2 separate regions of the Mus musculus genome follow, and region 2 is linked to region 1. Evidence: chromatin contacts called from public HiChIP or PLAC-seq data. All regions are on one chromosome and are shown on one strand. The core of a region is the stretch at or near the end of the contact, and the rest is flanking DNA. Distances in the headings are between cores, read along the strand shown.

Evidence for each region. HiChIP or PLAC-seq counts read pairs in DNA pulled down with a chosen protein or histone mark.
Region 2: a contact with region 1 is called in an H3K4me3 HiChIP or PLAC-seq map of neural progenitor cells, with 3 times the contacts expected there. The contact joins the enhancer-like site here to the promoter of Astn1 in region 1. A contact is called at or near these places in 2 of 39 promoter capture datasets (epiblast stem cells and stem cell-derived epiblast-like cells), 1 of 484 Hi-C or Micro-C datasets (neural progenitor cells), 1 of 115 datasets of contacts at active chromatin or transcription factors (neural progenitor cells) and 2 of 9 other capture datasets (adipose tissue and liver).

Annotation. Positions count from the first base shown.
Region 1 is chr1:158,359,539-158,365,161 of GRCm38.p6, forward strand. It overlaps Astn1 (astrotactin 1), which reads left to right and starts at 2,766. Exons shown (of 23, transcript NM_007495.4): 1 at 2,766-3,327. The coding sequence starts at 3,045.
Region 2 is chr1:158,461,748-158,467,370 of GRCm38.p6, forward strand. The region is part of intron 1 of Astn1 (astrotactin 1); the gene reads left to right. The region is part of intron 1 of Gm37679 (a long non-coding RNA gene); the gene reads right to left. Among named protein-coding and RNA genes, the nearest start is that of Mir488, 41 kb to the right of the region's middle. Within about 2 kb of position 2,389, at least 27 of the 459 cell types and tissues checked have an H3K27ac peak or open chromatin away from gene starts, as enhancers often do. A contact at or near this core is called in neural progenitor cells, where this site is marked.

The DNA.
Region 1 (5,623 bases), core at 1,516-4,015:
AGAGTGTGAGGCCAAGCTTTGACCCACATATGTGGCTTTGCTACAGCACATCACTGCTACACATAAGAGGTGACTGAGACTCACCTGAATCTCGTCATCTCACTTAAGAGGAAAGCATGACCCAGGAGATACTCTCTGGTTTCTGTGAGCTGCAATTTCTATCCTCATCTCTAGATATTTAATTCCTGAAAAGTAGCAGATATGATGTTACATCCTGTGTAGGGAAACCATGAGCCTTGGCAAAATATATTGTCGTTTTGTTCCCATAGCCTTGATTGTTAAACTCTTCTGTGGAAACTGACATCATATAGAAGTTCAAGATGTCAATATCTAACACTCTCAGATGTGACATTTTAAGAAGACTCCACAGTGATTTGGGGAAAGCCACTGCTTTCCCCAACCCTCCACTGCTACACTTGTGCTTTCTAACACAGCACTTTTCAAAATTAGAATGATTTAAAAATTATTGTAGGCTACGTAGCATTCAGAAATAGGAGGACTATTCCTTCTGCCCGTGCTCTGATGGATGCCCATGAGAAATGGAGTGTCAGATGAATGAGTTGGCATCATTTCAGAAATATTGTTTGTGCTTTCAGTGACACAGAGTCTTCGTACATTGAGCTCATCAAGCCTCTCGCTATTTTCTTGACTTTGGTTTCTTCATTTGTTAATCAAGCCAATCTGCTATGAGACGGATAATCTGACAGTTGCACCCCATTTCTCACACTTCAGAGACACTTCTGTTTCCTGGCTTCCCTTTATCCCATGGCAAATCACATTGCCTCTCTATGTGCCATGCTTTTCTAGAGAAAAGGAGAAGAGGAGAAGGTTTCATGGAGACTTTATGTCCTTTGGCTTTATGTCCTTGGTCTTTATGTCCAATCACATGAAAATCAAGAAACTTGGCTGGGTTTTCTTAAATCACCCATGATATTTTCATGAAGAAAAACACACATCAAAAGTCCTGCAAATGTTCATCTGATGAAGGTAGTATGTGCTTTGAGGTAACTACTAGTCATGTCATTTCCAATATTATAAGAAGCAAACATTTGTTTGCTGTTAAGGGAGCAGTGAAGATGGATGGGAAGGTCATTAGTTAATGTATCCTTTTGTCAGTAGTTTGCAAGGAAAACATGATAATATACATATGCATTAATTTTCAGATATGTCATTTTGAAACAAAACTTACATCAGTTCACCAGTTGTTGTTGTTGTTTTTTTCTTTTTATCCATTTTTCCCCTTTTTCTTTCATTCCTTAAATGTGACCTTAAACATGGCTGGCTCAACTAGATTGAGCTATTCAATTAGATTAATCTTGTGAAATGTATGGCACATAGCTTTATCTCTTAAAGGACACACATCTGCGTTTGTCAATAGGTCACGTCAGGTAGGTCAGAACAGCAACTGTTTCAAAGCTGGGGTCCTATTTGAGAAGGTGGTGATTTCCATGTCTGCATAGGGACTGAACCCATCTTCCTGCTGGTATTTAAACACTGAACAGCCATGTTGGAAGAGGATACTTTAGAATTAAGTCATTGCTTATCATGTTGAAGTTCAGCCAAATATCAGATCCCAGCATTCCCCAAATGTTGCTTTTCTTATATGGTCTATGGCATCCAGCACATAAGGACAACAGCAGCAGCACTAGCTGAAGCAGAACTTCTATAAACTTTGGGTGGTGGTAGTGTTGTTCCTAAGAATACTTAGTAAGTAAAGGGGCTAAGTATGCTGTTTCTTTCTTGACAGAGTTTGAATTGACCTTCAACACAACCAGCAATGTTCTTTTATTACTTCCCCATGGACTTTGGCTAATGAGAAACTTGAGTTTTCACATATACTTTCTACTCTGTTCTGTTTACTGAATTTTCTAGAATTAAATGCTTATGGTTTCTTTGAGCTAAGTCTGCTTTCCCTGTCAATCATAGCACTCCCATCATCTTTTTATTGCTTATTGTACATAGCATTTGTGACAGAGATAAAATGAGGCATAAGTTGTAAGTGAAAGTTCTACATTGCTTAACAGTATGAGTTACATCGACTTCCTTCTTTTGTTGTTCATCATTTTTTCATTGCTGTATTTATATCAATATTGCAAATATTATCTTTAATCATTCTGCAGAATCCATATTGGTTCAAAATATATACGTGTGCATTTATCTCAACACCTTAATCCAACAGACAAATCCAATCCAACTAAGAAGTTGATTTTTTTAAAGAGAATGAAGAGGAGGAGGGGGAGGAGAAGAAGAAGGAGGAATAGGAGGGGGGGAAGGACTTGGAGGAGGAGGAGGAGGAGGAGGAAGGGGAAGAAGAAGAAGAAGAAGAAGAAGAAGAAGAAGAAGAAGAAGAAGAAGAAGAAGAAGAAGAAGAAGAAGAAGAAGAAGAAGAAAAACAACAACAACAAGAACGAGAAGAAAAAGAACAAGAACAAGAAGAACAAGAAGAATAAGCCACACCCACAAACCCCCAAAACACTGGGCACTCTTTTTAAAATGTAAAATAACACCCCCAACCCCCTACACCTGCTTTTGAAGATGAGCCCTTTAAGGTGTGTGCCAGTGCATGCCTTTTCCCAAGCCATTTGGATGCTGCTGCGACAGGAGAGATTTTTGCATTACAAAGACGCAATTTTAAAAATGCAGAGCAGGTAGTTAATAACCAAGAGCCCTGGGGATGGAGAGGAGGAGAGAGGCAGGAGCATCATCAACCAGCTGGGGGCTGACCTGATTCCCTAGAATCCCCAGCTCTCTTCCTCTTTCCTCCCAACATCCTTCCTTTCCTTTTTCTCTCCCCCCCAACCCCCCTTTCCTTTCCCCAGATAAGCAGCTCCGGGAAACAAAGAGCTGGGCTCTCCAGACCTCAGCGCTGGAACCTAAGGCTCTCTGAGTAGCATCTCATTTCGGGGACCAGGGCTCTCGAGCTCCGTGTCCCCTCCCCAACTCCCCCCCCCCCCCCCCGCCTCCCTTGCTTGCTCGCTGCTCCCTCCCTGCTGGCTGCCTCCCCCACCATCGCAGCGCTGGGAGGAAGGCGGCCAGGGCTCAAGATGGCTTTAGCCGGGCTCTGCGCCCTGTTCGCCTGCTGCTGGGGGCCGGCTGCGGTGCTGGCCACAGCTGCCGGCGACGTGGATCCATCCAAGGAGCTGGAGTGCAAGCTCAAGAGCATCACTGTGTCGGCACTGCCCTTCCTGCGCGAGAACGACCTGAGCATCATGCACAGTCCCTCGGCCTCCGAACCCAAGCTTCTCTTCTCCGTGCGCAATGACTTCCCGGGAGAAATGGTCGTGGTGGACGACCTAGAGAACACGGAGCTACCCTATTTCGTGCTGGGTGAGTCCCGGGAAAGGTGGAAGAGGCCAGAGGAGGCGCTGGACAGGCGGTCCCCCACCCCCTTGGCCCGTTCCACACATCCACTTGCTGTTGCCACTTCCCCTCCCCCACACTACCTCCCTGGATCCGCCCCACTCGTGGACCTTTCTTCACACCCACTTGCAGGCCAGCACTTGGGCCTCAGTGCACCTGATGTCTCCCCAAATCCAGTCTGGAGACCTGAACCTTCCTTCTTAGTTGCCTTGCCCCAAAGGAACAGGTTGCTAGTGTCTCTGAAACCTTCCTCAGTCTTGAGCTGCGAGTTTTCACTCAGGAACACATCTGAACAGAGTCAGTTTCCATCTGAACTCTCATAGGCCTCTCTCCTTGCTTGCATGCCACATGCTTAGTAGTTCTTTGCTTCACATCCTTGGGCACCCAAACTCACCCACAGCCATCCCCAAGGCTTTAGGAACAGTTCTGTGGTCATCCTGCCAGCGTGGACATACTTCACTACTAGGACTGCTCCCCACTCCTTAGGGCTCAAATACCCTTCCTTCCAAACAAATTTCTTATGTGCCTGGAGTTTAGCTTAGGAAGTTGTACCTTCATGACTAAATCCAACAACCTCTTTGTTCGAGTGCCCTCACATCTCCATGACATTTTAAAGTGTCTCCAAAGGAAATGGTCCAAACTGGGTGACCTAATGATCACTATTGCTCCCCTCTGTCCTCCAAACTACCCTAGCTATAACTGCACACAGAATGGCTTCTCTTTCCTTTTGTTGACATCGCTCTTTCTCCTAATTTTCTTAGGCCTCAAAATTCCTTCAGGCCCTGCATCTTATATCCCTTTGACACCACTTTTCTTGCTTTCATTAGCAGCATCTTGCAAAGCATCACAGGTGCCACATTTCTCTACTTCTCCATCCTGCCTGCTCCAACTGTGCACTCCATTTCTTCGGAGTACAATTACGAAGTCTTACACTATGCTTCACATATTCCAATGTTGTCCAGGAGAAGGGTTAAAGGTAACCATAACTCAGAGAGAGAGAGAGAGAGAGAGAGAGAGAGAGAGAGAGAGAGAGAATACTATCACATTTACTTAATGTCCTACAAACTCAGAATCACTTTGTAGGAACATGACTCCCTACTGGCCATGTGTAGGTTGAAACTACAGGTGAAATTAGAGCGTTTCCCCCCCTGCTCTTCTTTTACAAAGATTCACCTTTATACAGAGAGCAGAGAGAGTAGGTGACTAAACCCTCCTCTCTGAGCCACAATGGAGAAGTAATTTTAAAAATTGCCTGGTTCTATGAAAAGTTCATTTACAGTTTCTGGAGTGTAACTCAGTTAAACCCTGTGAAGCCAACCTACACACTTGAATGGATTATTTGATTTATTTATTTATTTTTGCAGGAAAAATACCAATAACATAATAAAGACAGGGGGCTGGCTAGCAATAGGAACAGTGGCTACGCTACTCATTGCAGCATACAATTTGTTGCGTGGATATAAAGTTCTGTTGAAGTCATGCTGGTGTGCAAATCTAATCTGTTCTCCATGCTTCGGAAGAATGAATGTGGAGAATTATATGTTTCTAAGGAGGCTGTTTGGGGTTCTGCAGGCAGTATTTACTGTGCATAAAGGTGGACATATGTGGTTGAAAAGGGGAGGCTGGGCTAACAACCACTCAGAACTCCACTTCTCTTTTTGAAAATTTCCAAAATCAGGCCTGTATACTGTGATAGATGTATATGAGCTAGATGTCCAAAGCTTAGATGTTCAATAATTGGTTTTCTGTGCCTTTGTACAAAGCTGCCCACTGCAGCACCCTGTTAGGGTTGCTATGGTAACCTGCTGCACTAAGGCATTTACACAGAGGCACAGGCACTTTCACTTCAGGACCAGAAAATGCATGGTTGTTCACCATCTTCCCAGGCATCAAACTATGCTCAGAACCAGCGATTTGCTGGTGTCTGTCTGTCTGTCTGTCTGTCCATTTTGGCCTGGAATTCCAAAGGAGCAGCATCTAAGTGAGCAGAAAGGGAGAGGAATCCAAGTTCATGGAGGACAGACTGAAGGATACTTGTTCTTAAAGTTAACTTTTGTGGTCCTGAGTGCTGCAACTCAAGATTCATAGTGAGGGAAGTAATACTTTGTGTGTAGATCTTGTCTCACATTTCTCTGGTAGCAGACTTGCTTCCCGTGAGTACTTATGGGAATTTATGAAGCTCATTCCTCTTAGCTCTCTTTAGTACCATCAGGACACAGAAGTTTACTGCAACATCCCTGGCCCCAGGTACCCTCTACTTACC
Region 2 (5,623 bases), core at 1,139-3,638, 100 kb after region 1:
TATCTTATCTCATTTTACCTTATCTTACCTTATCTTATTTTATCGAGGCAGGGGTCTCACCTGTAGCCTTGGATAGGCTGAATCTCACTATGTAGACCTGGTTGACCTAAAACTCACAGAGATCTGCCTGCCTCTCCCTCCAGAGTGCTGGGATTAAAGGCGTGTACTACTCTACCCAGCAGGACCTGCTTAATTTAATTCAGGGTCATGTTGTCCAGTACCTGGCATTCAGTTCACTGAAAGCTGGCCTTTTGCCAGTCTTTGACGGGCACAGATACCATGGCATCCCGTGGTGGAAGTTCAGTCACTAGATCTTAAAGTAGTGATAGTATTATTTGACTTCTGTCAGACACACATACAAGTTTTGTTTGTTTTGTTTTGTTTGCTAAATAATACTTCCAGGAATGTAGCATTTTGATCTGGCTTACATTCCTTAGTGGGGACTGAACTAATTCATGAACTTACTTTTCAAGACTTTTAAGATGTTGAAGCCCCTGGGACCATTTGCAGGCACAATGTACTTAATTCTGTCAAAGCTTATTGATCAATTTTAGGATTTTTATAAATGACACCACTAATCACAACAATGATGGCACTAGTCTTTATTGTTTGTTAAGTGCTGGAAACTGCTAAGCTACCAGTTTGCATATATCCTGAGACTGGGATTTGTAAAGTAAGGACTAGAAGGTATGATAGTGAACAGTACTTTTAAAACCAAGAGACCACACTTTCCCCCTCTCCCATTCTAGTGTTTCCTAACTGAGCAAACCTGGTTAAGGAGGCTAACACCTCTGGAATTCAAGTTCCTTAATTGTAAACTAGTGAGATCTAGTCCTTAGTTGAAGGGTCATGAGGTTTAAGACACTCATGTATACTGAGAGAGCTGCTCAGCTCAGTTAACATCTAGTAGGAATCTCCTCACTTGTGGAGTCGAATCATAGACAATAAGAACAGAAATATAATGGAACAAGAACAAATTAGAAGTGGAACTGCATCAAGACAGCTTAGAGAAAGCAACATATCATCCCCTTTCTATACACTGTTTACTCTACCCAGTGAATGTTACTGGGTTCTTCTTTCTCGCTCTTCTCTACCATTTCAACCCTCAAATACTTACTAGGAAAGATAAAAAGTATAGAACAGAAAGAGGTGATGTTATCATTAGACTGCTTCGTGCTGATTAGGGCCACCAAGTTCCTTGGAGCAAGTTTGCTCTTTGCCATCAGGATTTCTGATTTATTCTTGTTTCTTCTTTACACATGACTACCTCACAAACAATGACCAACAACAACCAATAGCAAACAACCAACAACCAACAACCCACCATGCCTCTAGGGCCCAGCATTTATATACCCTCTGAGAAATCCCAAGAATTCCAAACATTACATAATTGCAGAAACTATATCTGCCATTGGCAAAATCATGGCCCTGCTAGAGCACAAGGTACAACACAGTCATTGCTATGGACAATCTGAAGCTGCCCCATATCCCACACCTGGAATTATAACAAAAGCATATTCTTATAATATTTCTGTATTTTTAAAAGAAATCAAAATGCCAAAATTTTCATTATAACTCTCATGATATTTTTGCATCATCAAACCCCCTTTTCGATCTACCTTTTCAAGCAAGATCCACAGACCCTCACAACCTCGAGATAGTCCATGATATGAGAATTGTGATACTGAAACCTTTGTTTGCAAAAGATCCAGAGCACCAGAGAGAGGACTTTGAGTACAAAGCGCTCTTATAGGGTCTAGTGGGAACTTTCCTTATAATTAATTACCTTGTAACAAGTGCTCTGGGTTTCTAAAACCCAGGTGTCCATATTGCTCCTAGTGCCATATAGAGTAACCCCCCTACCCCCCAGACTTAAAAAGCTCAAATTAGAATTCAGGTGGTGAAACCTCAAGCTTCAAATGACTTATTCTTCCCACAATGTATGAAACGATCTATAAATACATATTTTAACATCATGAAATTTAAATATTATTACACATCTTACTTGATGTCAGATTTTGTTAAATGCATGTCGTTATCTCAATTTTCAAAGGTCAGCCATGTGGCAGTGGAGAATAGAACTAGATGTAAGTTTTTTTTGTTTTTTGTTTTTTTAATCCTTTCACCAGTACATCTGCAGCTCAAATAACCTGGTTCTTTTCAAAGAGCTTTGCCCCACCCCCTTTTCAAATGAGACTTTAATGAGTATCATGTGGATAAACTCTTTGCAGAGGTTTGAAAAGATCCAGAGAAACACTGTGATAGGAACAAGTAAACCATTTTGGATGGAATCACAAGCCATTTGAATGCTTCTCATCTCTCTGGTTGTGTCAGAACCTTTTGGCTGCATCTTTCCCCCACAGGAATGTTTTCGTCTCCATGGCTAGGTAAATAAAATGTGTGTGCGGTTGCTCCATTGATTGCTATTCATGTCAGTACTGTAGCACAGAGTGACCTACTTCCAGCAGCATCCATAGAAAGCTTCATCGCTGTCCATGGTAGCTGATTTAAAAAGCCACCCTCCACTTCCCACAACTCCCACCTGCGACTGCCCTCAGACATGGCGATCTGTCCAGTACCCAGCCCCGTATTTCTTCCTTTCATCATACTTACTCCCTGTGTTGGTTCATTTTATTCCACCTTTGTACATTCCTGGAAAAGAAATGGGTGGGTGGGCAGCTTTAAAGGAAGCTGAAGTCTCCGATTTTTTGGAGTATAGCATTCTCAAAGAATATTGTTTTGGGGTGTTAAGAGATCAGGTGCTTGACATACATAATGCATGTCCATATGTTATATGTATTATGTAAATTGTACATACACTGCCTTATATATAAATAATGTGCAGAAGGTTAGTAGCTAACTGGGAACCATTTGTAGATGGAAGTGTCCCCATAAGAGAATCCTACTTTGAAATTACAGTAGACACTTCAGCCAACACTTACTCTACAGAATGATAGACTGCACTGACACACAACTATTCCAAAGGCCAAGAGGAAAGCCTAATTTAAAAAATCTCTAAAGATCGCTATCCCACTGGCATGCAAAAATATGCTTAGCCTGTTCCTGACTTGGGGTTTGACTACCACCAAATGCCATGCTTCATTTAGTGACATCAACGAGGGGGCAGAACTAGAGAGATCTTGGAGACAACCATCCCATCTCTTGAACACATGGCATATGAGTTCCAGAGATGGCCACATACTTCCTTCCATGTCCTTGTTCAGTGCTCTATGCACCTTGTGCTTCTATTTCTCATCACTGAGCCAGTGATGTACTGAACCCCTAATTTATGAGTCATGCAGGGTGAATGTCACCAATCTGAGGACATAGACATTCAATTAGCCTTCATCTAGTCATGGGTGAATCTCTACTCCAAATCTCAGCAAATCAAGAAGGTTCTGATTACCTGAGCAAAGACGTCCTTGTGCTTCTGTTAATAGCTGTTTGGCATTTTAAGCTGTCTTGATCTAAAGCTTTGCTGGATAGATCTGTATTCAGGGTTTGGAGGAGGAAGACAGAGCAGAACAATAGACAGCAGCTTCAGCCCAGCAGATTGAATTCGGCAACCACCAGAGGAGTTACATTCCTAAATGGTTTATGAACATCTTCACAAAGGAATTCCCTGGCTGTGACATCTCCCATTTTGTCCATTTAGCTAGGCATTAGCAACACACACTCCAGGCAAACCGGCAGAGTACCTGGCATCTATGCCGGCTGAACTCAGGCCCAGCAGGGCACGTTTTCTTATGTGATTTTCACTCTGGGATGCAGGATCATTCCACTTCAGAGCTCCAAAGCAGATGGTCCCTGTGGTAAGAGGTGCAGCCCGCAGGCCAACGCAGCCCAAGGCCCCCATCATTTTTCTGACTGACCTCATTTCCTCCACATCTCTTGACTTTGTCCTTTCTCTCTACTTCCTCCTCCTCTGTCTGCCCCTCATCTTCCTTCACAGATGGCCAAGACACTAATGTGCTGCTGTCATTATGTTTATGAAACAAGTTGAGGTCTTTAGAGGCTGCTGTTCCTGAGACATTAAAGACTGGTGTCACTTTGATACCAGGGTGGAGATTTGCAAGATAATTAGTGATCCCTGGCTGTCATTAACCCCTGACTTAAGCAGGTTATTTTCTTACAAAGGTGTTGAAAGTTAATACCATTGTTAATAGTTTCAGCCAGAAGACCATAATGAAACCATGTGGAAAACCAGGCCTACCATCAATAACTTTCAAGCTCTGAATTAGGGAGTAGAGAAGGAAAATAAGAAAAAAAAATGGAAAGAAAAATTGGCTATTTCTGTCACAGGCTCATTTGGTAACATTTTTGATGGCCACTTTCATTTGGTAAGACACAATAGTTACACTTTTTTGTTTTCGATGGTTGGTCTAGCACTATTAATTATTTGAGTTTAATATTCTAATTTTTGTATGTGTGTGCCCCATGCGCATATGTGGAGATTAGATATTGGATTTTCTTTTCTATCAGACTGTGCTTATTCTCCTGTGACAGCCGCACTAACCTGGAGCTCAGTGTTCTTGTTTCGTTTTTTTGTTTGTTTGTGGGGATTTTTATGGTTCATTTTGTTCTTTTTAATTTGTGTTTTGTGTTTGGTTGGTTGGTTGGTTGGTTTGGCTAGGCTGGCAGCAAGCAAGACTTTGTAATCCTATTTCTACACTACCTTGTGCTGGGCTCACACACCTTGCCCAGGCTTGACTCCTTACACAGGAGCTGGGGATCTGGATGAAGGTGTTCTTGCTTAAGTAGCATGTGCTACTGAGTCATCTTCCTCTTGAATTCATCTTTATTACACAAGGACACTCACAGTGGCCACTGCGATAACATATAGTGCGAGTGAGGCTCCATTCTGTTTGCACAAGTGTTGTCTTTTACATGCAATTATTTCACAAATAATATAAGGGTATGTGTAACATTCCACTTAGCATTGAAAATAACCAATATAGCCAAACAACTCAGAGTTTCCCCCTATCCTCTACCAGCAAGGACCTTGATCACTTATGCATTTTATTGTTCCTTCAGTGGAACTAACTCTTCTCTAAGTCTGTTCTTGTGGGAGTCCCTCAGAAAGCATTTTAGATTTGGTTTGGAAAAAAAAAAAGGTTGTGTCAGGATGAAAATAAGTAGCAAGGCCTTTCAACAGGCAGAACGGCCGCCAGGGCTGTGCCAACATCAACCTTGAAAGATCACAGGATCAGTTCTGCAGGTGCCCTCAACAGGAAGCCAAGCATGGCCAAGTTAATGCTACCTCCTACCTTGACCTCAACAACCACAGGAACTCATTACGACTCAGCTTGAAACTCAGGCGTTCTAGCAGTGAAAAGGGACTCCAAGATATCTGGACTGCTCTAACATACACTAAGCAACTCACCAAATTAAATGATCCTTGAGAATTTTCCCAATTAAATCCATACTCCAATTGGAATTGTCTCATTCATTGAATGAGGGTGTGGTAGGCCTGGTACTTGAAAGGAAATTCTGATACTGACTGGATGTTTCTTAACTCCTCAGATGAGGTTCTCTCAGCATGTGAGTATACATAGGGAAGAGAAAAGCAAGTGGATAGCAAGGACATGTTGTAATGCCAGGTAGAACAATTTGTGCAGCAAAG